2 separate regions of the Zea mays genome follow, and region 1 is linked to region 2. The links are chromatin contacts, called in public Hi-C maps. All regions are on one chromosome and are shown on one strand. The core of a region is the stretch at or near the end of the contact, and the rest is flanking DNA. Distances in the headings are between cores, read along the strand shown. Region 1 holds the start of LOC100191997. Region 2 holds the start of LOC103645263 (formin-like protein 3).

Region 1 (3,121 bases), core at 152-2,651, 260 kb after region 2:
ATTTGATCTTTGTGTTTGTGTGCAATATTGACAATGCACTCATCAAAGGGGAGATTGCAAACACAAGGTTGGTATGTGTCCTTGTTAGTGATGAGTGATTGTCAATGGAGTAGTGTCTTAGGTTAGACTAACCTAGGTGTGAGTCGTTGCAACATGTCTTTTGGCATGTGGTGCACATGTGTGGAGTCTAGAGGTAGTGGTCTTGGTGAAGATGAAGGTAAAGGTCATGTGAATTTGCGTCAATGAAATCAGAGCAGTAAAGGACGAGCACTAGGACTTGACTAAGAAACTAGAAAAGTCAGGTAACTAGCTATGAAGGTTGACACTTGGGGACACCGATAGGTGCAAGAACATAGAGGAGAATTAAAGATAAAAATCATTAAGACATCTAATATAACAACAAGTCCACCTTATATTGATCATCAAACATAAAAATCATTAATTAAATGGGTCTTGATCCATTTTTCTTATACATGTCAACCTTGTGTTCGCAAAGATATAACAACGAGTCCACGTTCAAATAAAATATGTATTAAAACTATGGGCACACATGATTAGAGATAAAGATATAATTTCATATAGATACATATAATAAATAAGATAAGAACTAACACATCTTAATTAGTAGACCTTAAGTCGTGTTTGATTATGTATCAAGTCCTATTAAGACATCTAATAGGACTGACTATATAATGAATTCGGAGGATAGCCTATGTTGATTCAGGGCCCGTTCGTTTCTAGCGGTTTGAGCTGTTCCAGGCCTGGTTCTAGCCAGAACGAACTGGCCTGGTTTCAAATTTGGTGTAATCCATTACATGTGTTCGTTTTGATCTGAGCTGTAATGAAATCTGGCCAGCTTGATTCCCCCCCCCCCCCACTCCATAGCCTGACATCGATCCCTGCCTCATCCCCTCCGGAACGCATCCGACCACGACGCGCGACGCATGATGCCCAGAAGCGGTAGCATGAACAGTCTTCTCCCATCCTAGGTTACCGAACAAGTGAAAAAGTGTTCCAGGCAAAAGTATTTTGGTTGGTTTAGTTCTGGGCTGGAAAGAGTGAAATAGTCGGATGCACTAAATCCTGGCATGGAATGGTTCTTGGTCTGGAATTGTTCTAGTGCTGCCGAACGGGCCCTCATTTATTTCCAGGTGTTTGGTCAGACAGACAGAATTACTGTTACGTAACGTCCAATGAGGCAATGACTGTTCATACTGTCGGGCCTGTGGAGTGTGGACTACTGTTCTGAGCAAGCATGTGGTCTCTACTCTCTAGCAAGACCTGATCCAGTCGACCAGTCATAGTAGAAACGCCACCAGTTTCAGCTCCCCACCAAACACCGGCGCGCGCCTGCCTATATCATTATCAGGTCAGCTATGGACCTTCCACCACTCCCCAGCAGTTGGAAACCTGCCATATACATCCATCCTTCACATAGCTCCGATCCAGGTCCAGCTCCACCAACCCGGAAGCAGCAAGCCTCTTGTCTCCTGCACGTAACTCCAGCCTCCAGCGCCACACGTACACCTCCGCCGGATCGGAAGAAGATGGTGTCGCCTACGGAGCCGCAGGCCGAGACGACGGTGTTCCGCTCGACGCTTCCGGACATCGCCATCCCGGACCACCTCCCGCTCCACGACTACGTCCTGGAGCGCCTGGCGGAGCGCCGCGACCGCGCGTGCCTCATCGACGGCGCCACGGGCGAGACGCTCACGTTCGGCGACGTGGACCGCCTGTCACGCCGCGTCGCGGCCGGGATGCGCGCCTGCCTCGGCGTCCGCAGCGGGGGCACGGTGATGCTGCTTCTCCCAAACTCCGTGGAGTTCGCACTCGCGTTCCTCGCGTGCTCCCGCCTCGGCGCCGCCGCCACCACGGCCAACCCGCTCCACACCCCGCCCGAGATCGCCAAGCAGGCGGCGGCCTCCGGCGCCACCGTCGTCATCACCGAGCCGGCTTTCGTCGGCAAGGTGCGGGGTCTTGCCGGCGTCGCCGTCGTCGCCACCGGCGACGGCGCAGAGGGCTGTGTCTCGTTCTCCGACCTCGCCTCCTCCGCCGACGATGGCTCGGCGGCGCTGCCTGAGGCGGCGGCGGCGGCCACGGCCATCGACGTGGCGAACGACGTGGTCGCGCTGCCGTACTCGTCCGGCACGACGGGGCTGCCCAAGGGGGTGATGCTGTCGCACCGTGGGCTGGTGACCAGCGTGGCGCAGCTCGTCGACGGCGACAACCCGAACCTCTACTTCCGGGAGGACGACGTCGTCCTCTGCGTGCTGCCCATGTTCCACGTGTACTCGCTGCACTCCATCCTGCTGTGCGGGATGCGCGCCGGCGCGGCCCTCGTGATCATGAAGCGCTTCGACACTCTCCGCATGTTCGAGCTGGTGAAGAGGCACGGCATCACGATCGTGCCGCTCGTGCTGCCCATCGCGGTGGAGATGGTCAAGAGCGACGCCATCGACCGCCACGACCTCTCGTCGGTGCGCATGGTCATCTCGGGGGCCGCGCCCATGGGCAAGGAGCTGCAGGACCTGCTGCGCGCCAAGCTCCCTCGCGCCGTGCTCGGACAGGTGTGCCTGCCTTCTGCCTAGCAGAACACGAAAGTTCCCCTCCAGCTCGCTAGTCGTGGCTCGTGAGTTGACGACTAATTAAGCCGCGTTGAAACTTGACTAATCGTTTGAACAGGGTTATGGGATGACAGAGGCAGGCCCGGTGCTCTCGATGTGCATGGCGTTTGCCAAGGAGCCGTTGCCGGTGAAGTCCGGTGCCTGCGGCACGGTGGTGAGGAATGCCGAGCTAAAGATCATCGACCCGGAGACCGGGCTGTCCCTCCACCGCAACCAGCCCGGGGAGATTTGCATCAGGGGCAAGCAGTTGATGAAAGGGTACCTCAACAACCCGGAGGCAACGGCGAAGACCATCGACTCGGAGGGGTGGCTGCACACCGGAGACATTGGGTACGTCGACGACGGCGACGAGATCTTCATCGTCGATCGGCTCAAGGAGCTCATCAAGTACAAGGGGTTCCAAGTCGCTCCGGCGGAGCTCGAGGCCATGCTCATCGCCCACCCCAGCATCGCCGACGCCGCCGTCGTCCAGTAAGTGGCCACCCACACCGTCCTCC
Region 2 (2,945 bases), core at 415-2,914:
GAAGCATGAATCAAAAACTGTACAATGCCAAAAGATGTGATTAGTTGAGCTGTCATAAAATAAGTTACATTGATCTAAGAAGGCAATCAATATAGTAAAATTCTCCATGCATACCATAGATCCTGTCAAGAAACTCCAGTAGTCCATCAGGAGGCCTCTTGTAGAAGAATCTACTAAGAAGTGACATTTCATGTGAATGAAGAAATGTCGATATAACTGCTCAGGATTTTTTTTGTGTTGGTGGGCAAACTGCACAGGATTTCTAGGTGCTATCTCAAAAGCACTGCAAAAATAGATTGATTTCAAAATAACCAACTATAAGGTGTAAGGGTGTGACAATCATATCTGAAAATTGGAATGCAGTATTCTGGTTGGTCATTTTAACTGTCACATGTAAGGATGTGATTATAATTACTGAAAATCGGAGTGCAGTATGTCTGGTTAGTTAGTCACTTTATCAATTTAATATTATAATTGCTAGCAGAGGTCAGATTAGTGAAAGAATACTTGGGAGATAAGTGGATTGTGGATACAACTATAGCAACTGGCCTTGCTTGTCACAAGGCCAACACTTTTTCCACTAGGATGTCATCACAGCGCTAAGCAAGGATGGAGCCATGCCAGCTCAATAGGGTTTGTTTTCATTATGACAACAGCATAAAACATTTAGGTATCAGCCAACTACAGAACAGGAAACTTCGAATGTATGTTAAGCTATCCTAACATTGTACCTTCTCTCCCATTCATGCACCCCTTACCAACCCCAACCAAATTGTTATGGACATATAGTTGCTGCAGACAAGCTATTTAGAGGATAAAATAAACTAATGGAAGTTCCAGATGTGTTCCTGTTGAGAACTCTCTATGTCACTGTGTATACTACCTTGTTCCAGTGCAGGGGCACTTGGTTGGGGAATGGGGATTCAGCTGAACCCCAAAAGGTGTTGGTGTTGGAAAATAAACTATAAACGCACCTGCGATTTAACTGCCATGTACCAAGAAGTCCTATGGAGTAAACCAATGACGACCTCATACGCTGAATAGGAACTTAACCAAATAAGCTAACCCAACCACTTGCGCAGCACACAAATCCACAACTAAGAATGGGGTGGATAGAAATCACTACTTGGTTTGAATAAGAGACAACCCAATTCTTATGACAAGAGTATTCCTATCCAAGTGAGCTTAGGATTTCTTACCAACAAAAATGGACAGAAAACCAACCAACGCCCGTGTGGATCTCCACTCCACTGCCCACGAGGAACGCCGCCGCCGAAGACGGGCAGCAGACTATGAGTGATGGGGGAGGGAGAGGACTGGCCGCGGGGGCGCGGGGCCGGGAAGCCTAGGTTGGCGCTCCTCGAAGCCGGGCAGCAGCCTACGAGTGGCGGGGAGGTAGGGGGCCCGGCCGTGGCGGGGCGCGCCGGCACCGGGAAGCCTAGGTGGGTGCTCCCCGAAGCCCAGCAGCAGACTACGAGCAGCGAGGAGCTAGGGGACCGACAGCGGAGGGGCGGGGTGGAGCGCGGCGCCGGGAAGCCTAGGTTTGGAGTGGGGGTGGAGGGGAAAATTTTGAGCTGGGAGGGAGAGGGGAGTGTTTTCTTCCTCGGTTTTTCGGGTGCGGCTTCTCTCTCGTCGCCGTACTCGTTGTGCGGCGCTGCAACTTGAATGAGTGATATGTGATGTGGGTTTGGCGTTTCGATCGGTCAGCAAACTCTAAATCCATAGGGCCTGTTTGGTTCAGCTTTTTTCTGACCAGCTTTTCTGAAAATCTGGCTGTGGGGAGAATCTGACTGTGGGGAAAATCTGAGTATAATTACGATTACGTGTGGAGGAAGATAAAGTTGTTCATAGGGCTCAGGATCTAGAAAGTGATGGATTCCTACTATTAGAACGACTCAACCGATTATTTGTCTATGTTGATTTTTGATGGTTTTTGCCCCAACAAATTTTATAGAAGCTGGCTAAAAAGCTGAGCGTTTGGCAGTCCGCAACAGCTTTTGGTGGCCAGAAGCTGCCAGAAGCCGAAACAAACAGGGCCATAGTCTACTAGTATAATATCCGTACGCAATTGTATTTCATATTGATTAGAAATAGTGAGGCCATAACCGCAATGCAATCAATGGTGAAACAAAATAAATCAGTTGTATAGACCCTTCTAAAAATACTAATAATAAATAAATTTAATATAAAAGTGAGCATATTGTCTATAGACCATATAATAAATTGATAAAAATAAATATTACAGTTTATTTTAGTTAAAAAACCAAAAAAGATGTAAGTTAAAAAAATCAATCCTTATTTTTATAGAGCTATCTGTGAACTAACGGGGTGTTACTATATGTATATGGCTTCCTTTCGTATTGGGCTTGGTAGCTTATCACGGTCTATATATGGTATAACAGCCTTGATAACTTATAACTCAAGACATTGACTCCATATAAACATATGGTATGACTACCGGTTTTAAAGACCCACAACTAGAGGTGGGCAAAAAAACTCGATACCCATTACTCGAACTATCCAAACCCGTATCCGATCTATCCGAACCCGAATTACCTAAACACTGGTTAGGATCCTGGGTCTGAAAACCCGAAATTATATTGGGTAAATCAACTAACATGTTTCGGTACTCGATTTCTCCGAGTCACCCGAAATTATATATTATTTGTCTCGGTCCCTAAACGGTCTTTGAGTCTGGTACAGTATGGAAGACAATCATGGTTGCCTCTTACTACCTTAATAATGAATAATTAAAAATACTTATAGGTAATGTTTGGTTCATATATTGGTAACGTAATGGATAATCGATAACGTTAAGTTATATTTGTTTAAGTCCAATCGTAATTGATGTCACTCTAGAAATAGGTACCGGCTAATTTAAATTTGTTACAACCAGTATTCGAGTGTGAATCATTACCATTACTATTTACGTTATATTTCGTGAA

What was found. A called contact is a pair of places that touch in the nucleus more often than the background predicts.
Region 1: a contact with region 2 is called in a Hi-C map of ear, with 2.8 times the contacts expected there. The contact joins the promoter of LOC100191997 here to the promoter of LOC103645263 in region 2. A contact is called at or near these places in 2 of 25 Hi-C or Micro-C datasets (ear and leaf).

What each region holds. Positions count from the first base shown.
Region 1 is chr1:214,914,205-214,917,325 of Zm-B73-REFERENCE-NAM-5.0, forward strand. LOC100191997 reads left to right here and starts at 1,402. Exons shown (of 4, transcript NM_001365506.1): 1 at 1,402-2,567; 2 at 2,683-3,095. The coding sequence starts at 1,548.
Region 2 is chr1:214,650,724-214,653,668 of Zm-B73-REFERENCE-NAM-5.0, forward strand. LOC103645263 (formin-like protein 3) reads right to left here and starts at 1,665. Exons shown (of 21, transcript XR_004855476.1): 1 at 1,200-1,665; 2 at 115-283; 3 at 1-17.